Regions from separate parts of the Mustela erminea genome. Here region 2 is linked to region 1. A link is a contact called in public Hi-C data. All regions are on one chromosome and are shown on one strand. Each heading gives the region's core, a stretch centred on a gene start, on an enhancer-like site or on the middle of the called end of the contact. The rest is flanking DNA. Distances are from core to core; before and after follow the strand shown.

The links. Hi-C and Micro-C count contacts between places; a contact is called where the count stands out from the background.
Region 2: a Hi-C map of spleen shows a contact between it and region 1, with 4 times the contacts expected there. The contact joins the enhancer-like site here to the promoter of PNO1 in region 1. A contact is called at or near these places in 2 of 3 Hi-C or Micro-C datasets (skeletal muscle and spleen).

Annotation. Positions count from the first base shown.
Region 1 is chr7:86,921,297-86,923,995 of mMusErm1.Pri, reverse strand. It overlaps PNO1 (RNA-binding protein PNO1), which reads right to left and starts at 1,307. Exons shown (of 5, transcript XM_032353693.1): 1 at 1,044-1,307; 2 at 723-872. The coding sequence starts at 1,307.
Region 2 is chr7:87,001,534-87,004,232 of mMusErm1.Pri, reverse strand. No RefSeq gene overlaps it. Among named protein-coding and RNA genes, the nearest start is that of PPP3R1, 52 kb to the right of the region's middle. Within about 2 kb of position 1,367, the one cell type or tissue checked has open chromatin away from gene starts, as enhancers often do.

The DNA of each region.
Region 1 (2,699 bases), core at 58-2,557:
TGACTACTTCACAGGCCTATCTGAAAGATTAAAATGACGTGGGGCATGCCAAAGCACCACTGTGTGCCTGGCATCCTGCAGTCCCAACAGGTGTGAGTGGAATCCAAATTGATGCCTCTGCGAGTCGTAAGACAGCCAAGCACAGTAAGAGTCTAGGCTCCGCAGAAAGGACTGAAACACACAGCAATCGTAAAGAAGAAAAGCACTTGAGCCAGACTCCAAGGGATGCCTGGAATCGAGGCTGGAAAACAGAGTATGCAGTAGAGGGCTTTCTTCAAACAGCAAAGTCCCCCACAGGTGTGGACATAAAAAGGTTCAGAGTTGGTCAGATGAACTTGGGACTTAGATCCCTATGTAAAAGGCAAGTTCAGGGACACCTGGGTGTCTCAGTTAAGTGGCTGCTTTCAGCTCAGGTCATGATTGCAGGGTCCTGGGATCCAGCCCCATATCCGGCTCTGCTAAGAGCATCATAAAATACACGCACAGGCATAACCAATATTTTGGTTATGACCTTTTGTCCACCTTATGAATTCAACTAGCATTTGTGCTGAAGCAGATTTTGAAGACATTCAAGAAGTTCAAACTCACTATACTACTTGAGAAAACTGCATAACGACCACTTAACAAAATAAGTCCCATTAAGGAAAGTCTATTCACGCTTTTTCACCCCTGTAGAAAAAAGAAACCCTAATATATTGCGAAATGGTTGACATTCTCCTTACCCTAATTTCTACATTCCTCGACTTCAAGTTAAACCGTATCTGAAGTCCCAAATGTTCTACAATAGGAGTAAATATCTTCATCCAGTTCTCTTTTAATGGCGTGTATCTGTTAGCTGGGACTGGAATTTTCCTTGTTTCTTCTTTCCCACTCTACAATAAAAGAACACACAAGTCCGGAGATGGATCGAGGGATGGAGGTGGAGCTGTAAACTGACGGCTCTTCCACAAGAAGCTTTCTTTAACTGAAAAAATGAACTTCGTGCAAGACAAGGACGTCAGTAAAGAAGAGCCCCCGCACTTTCAACATCCCGCAGAGACCACCGGCTTGGCCCACCTTTGTCTCCGGTCCCTTTCCCGTCCCACGGTCCCCGCTAGTACCAGGAATCCATCCCCGGCGAGGGGAGGGAAAACGGGCCTCTTCGCGGGCCGGGCCTCCTCCGTGTCCATGCGGCCCGCGTCCCCGCCGTCCCCCGCGGCGGACAGCTGCTCAGCCTGCCGTTTCTTCGCCCGCCGGCCACCCTTGCGGGTGACTTGGGTGAAGCCGTCCTCGGCCCCCGCGCTCTGCGCCTCCATCTCCGTTTCCATGCCCGGTTATCTCCAGCTCCGACATGTGCTTCCGGCTCGAACGCGAGCGCCGCCGCACCGCGCAGGCGCGCCACGCAGGGTCCAGCGTCCGCCAACCAGCCCCAGGCCTCCGCCCCGTTTCCCAAGAAGTCCCACGCAGGGGACCTGAAGGAGGGTTTTGTGCGTTTGCGCGGGCGGGGGGGGTAGGAAGGCGGGGACATCCTAATTTATGCCTGATTTCTGTGGTGCCCCTCTGGCTCCACCACTCACAGCCGAAACAATTGCCATCTCCAATATGTGTATGTGGGAATGGTAGTAGGTAAAGACGATGAGTAGATTTGTGCTCTCAGTGAAGAACTATCGGCTTGACTTCAGTAGCGCATCAGGCATTATCTGAGACAACTAAACCCACCTTGCCAGGGCGAACAAGGCGACTACGGCAAGGGCGGGGGGGTGTGGGGGGGAAGAAACTGTCGTTTGTGTTTCGAGTTTGGTTTCCCGGTTAGTGTTTTGTCAGGCTCTGGATGTGCTGCTGCTTGGAGGGGAAACCGGCTGGACCATGTCGGCCTTCGAGAAACCTCAGATCATCGCCCATATCCAGAAGGGACTCAACTACACGGTATTTGACTGTAAATGGGTGCCCTGCAGCGCCAAATTTGTGACCATGGGCAACTTCGCCCGGGGCACCGGCGTCATCCAACTGTACGAGATCCAGCACGGGGACCTAAAGCTGCTTCGGGAGGTGGGTGCCGGGCGAGACTGCCCAGGTCCAGGATCTGCCGTTGGTGAGGGGGCGAGTGCGGATCCGGGGGTGGGGGAAGTTTGCATTTCTTTTTGCCCCAGCCTCCGTCCAGCGTCCGCCAGAAGCACAGCTCGAGCTGCGCGGAACCAGCGAAGGAGATCGCAAACTGAGGAATACTTCCGACGTAAAAGGCTTTGGTTCGAGTCCTGAATTCTCGGCTGGCCAGTGCATCTCCCTGCTGGCCCCTTCCTGCAGCCACTCTTCCATTCCACCACGAGGTCTCTGGGAAGTGACACTAAGACTTCGTATCTAAATTCGAGGTTCTAGGCGGTGAGCAGTTGTTTATGGAGGGTCGATTTAAGTAATAATATAAATAGTAAATAATAAAATATTCTTTCATACAAGCAGAGACAAGGCAGGCTCCAGGATGCCTGCACTGTAATGGGAGGAGACAACGCAACCATTTATTATTATTTGTAAAATATTTCTCTTTATTTATTCATGAGAAACAGAAGAAAGAGAGGTATAGGGAGAAGCAGGTTCTCAGCGGAGCAGGGAGCCGGATGTGGAACCCGATTTCTGGATCCCGGAATTACGACCTGAGCCAAAGGCAGACGCTTAACCGACCGAGCCACCCTAGGAGCCCCGTAACCATTTATTCTTTCAACGAG
Region 2 (2,699 bases), core at 118-2,617, 80 kb before region 1:
TTAGGGAATTTTCCGTTTTAGAAGGTAACATACTATTATATAAATAGCAACACATATAAGAAACTTAAATAGCAGAAGAAACAGTGTAATTTCTTGGTCTTTCCTTGAAGCATTTACCATATGAGACAATTTGTTATGTTTTAGTTACTTTTCTTTGTTCATCTGGACACAAAGTAGTTCTTAGAAAAAGAGAGGGAGAGACAGAGAGACCGAGGGCACGACTCTGAGCCTCTTAGAAAAGATGCACCCTTATCATGGAAAAATAATTACTACAAAGAATAACACTCTTATGTGAGAAGCGTCAACAAGACTGCTTTAAAAACACTACACCTTTTTATAAACTATTCAAAAGATTTGTCAATAAGGAGTTTCTGACCACTCAGAAAACATTATCTCCCCGTCTTTCATACACATAAGCCTCAAGATTATAAAAAATTTGAAAAGGAATAAATGGTTAAAATAGTTGCAAAATGTTTTCTTCACTAGCCTTATTACATCTCTCCCATCGGCTCCCCCCCCCCCACCCCGCCCCAGCCCCCAATAACTTTCTTCCTTATGCTCTTGCGTTTCCCATTACAGCCTGAATTTTCTGGGAATGGTAATTGCCACCAAAGTAGATACAGCCCTACTAAAGGGATAAGTGGGCAATCTATCTTCGAATGTGTTTCAAAAACAAACACTGGGCACCTCGTCAAACGGCAGCTTGGAGGCTTTAAGGAAAATACAGAACTGGGTGAGGAAGTCTTTGCGGGAGTGGGAAGCAGTCCTTCCACTCAGCTGTTTTGTGGCTCCTCAAGTCTCAAGCTGTAGCCAGCTTTGGCTCTTCTTCCCTGCCTTTCCAACCTGGCTCCTGACCCTGCCAGCTCTTACTGGGGTGTGGGCCTGCGGGTGCTGCACCGGGGTAACAACAAACAGTCTAGATGCGCCGAGCCATTTTGTAGTGGGTCCAAGTCGGTACACTGATGCAAAGATAGCAATCCTGAGCAAACGGATCCTCTTCTAGCTCCAGGGCTCGGATAGTCCTCTTTTTTGGTTTTTGTTCTTTTGGTGCGGTGCCTGGGTGGCTCTGACACCTTAAGGCCGCTCATCTGCGGCTCCTCCCCCACGAGGTTCCTACTCCTGGAACCAAGTACGCCTTCGCCCACAGCTCGGGCACCCCTCGCACTTCCTCCCTCTCACTGCACCCTCCGCATTTCCTCCTCCTCCTCCCGATCCAGCCTTCCTCCCACCTGCCCGCCTCCAGCCACATGACAGGAAGGGCTCCGCCACGCGACGTCACCGACGTCCGCGCCCCCGTCCCTGTCCTCCCCCCGCACCGCACGCAAAGGGCGGCCCACGGTGGGGAGAACGTGGTCGCGCGCACCGCGATCCCCAACCAGAGCTCGCCAGAGCACCCCGGCGGCCGCCGCGGAGCCCGCGCGCGGGTTCCCGGATGTGCGCCGCTCGCGGAAGCCCCGCCCCCCCGCCGGCTCCGCGCGCGCCCCCGCCCTCCGCCCCGCCGCGCTCCGCTTTCCCCTCCCTCTCCCGCCCTCCCCCTTTTTCGTGCCTTGAGGTTGCGGGTCAGCGCGAGCCACTGCAGTGAGTCCGTCACGGCTCCGGCGCGAGAGCTAGGCTGTACCCCACGAGCCGCCTGGCCCCCTCTCCCCCCTCTCCCCTTCCTCTCTGCCTCTCTGCCTCTCCCCTTTCTCGCTGTCTCTCCTCCCTCTCTCTCTGTCTCCGAATCTCGACCTTAATTTCTCTTCTTCCCCGCTCGCTCCCGTGTGCCCAGTCACCCGGCCGGCGCGGGCCCCGAGGCACCGCCTCCCTTCCCCCAACCTGCACCCCCTCCCCCGCGGGCGTCCCGAGGGCCGCAGCCGCCACAGCCCAGCGCAGCTGGGCCGCCGCCGCCGCTTCCTGCGGGAGCCCTTCTGAGCGCCGACACTCTTCTCCTCCCGCGCGAGCCGCCGACCGCCGAGCAAAATGGTGAGACCTTTGCTTCCCCACTGCACCATCCCTCCTCCGCCCGCCGCTTCCAGGGCCGGGGCCGGGGCCGGGGCCGGGGGCGGGGGCGGGGGCGAGCCTCGATACCCCCGGCCGGCTTCCCCTAGTGGAAAATTCGAGAGACCCGGCCCAGCTGGGGCCGCGGAGGGTCCGGGAGAGCCCTCAGCGGTCCGGGTGCGTTGGCGGCCGGCAGCGGGTGGAGGCGGTGGGCCGGCTGCCTGACAGGACCGCGGGGCCCCCGCGCCCGCCCCCGCGCCCCCGCGGGGCGCCCCTTTGCCGCCTCCCTCCGCGCGCGCCGGCCTCGACCCCCTCCTCCCCGGCCTTCCGCCAGGCCCTGGCCCCTCGTCGCCCTGCATTACTTCTTTACGGACCCTTCTGCACGTGGAGCCCCCCCTTCCACCCCCAGACTCACTCCTTCAAGTTCGGGCACATTCCAGAATTCTGGGGAAATAATACGTGGTAAATGGCTTTTTATGTAAGACCCACTTTCTCTCCAGAGCTGTTCTCTCTCCCACTCCATTTTCCAGCAGTGAGCCTTCGCAGGGATCCTGCCACTTACTTCTCCCCTCTCCTGTTCGTATTTTGGTGCTGTTTGCAAACCTTATGGGGTTCCTTTCGCCGCTGCTTTTTCTCTCTGCACGGGCGAACCGGAAAGGTCCGAGGTGTATAGTCCTGAAAACGCAGTCTCTAACTCGGTCTTTGATACACGGGGATACTTG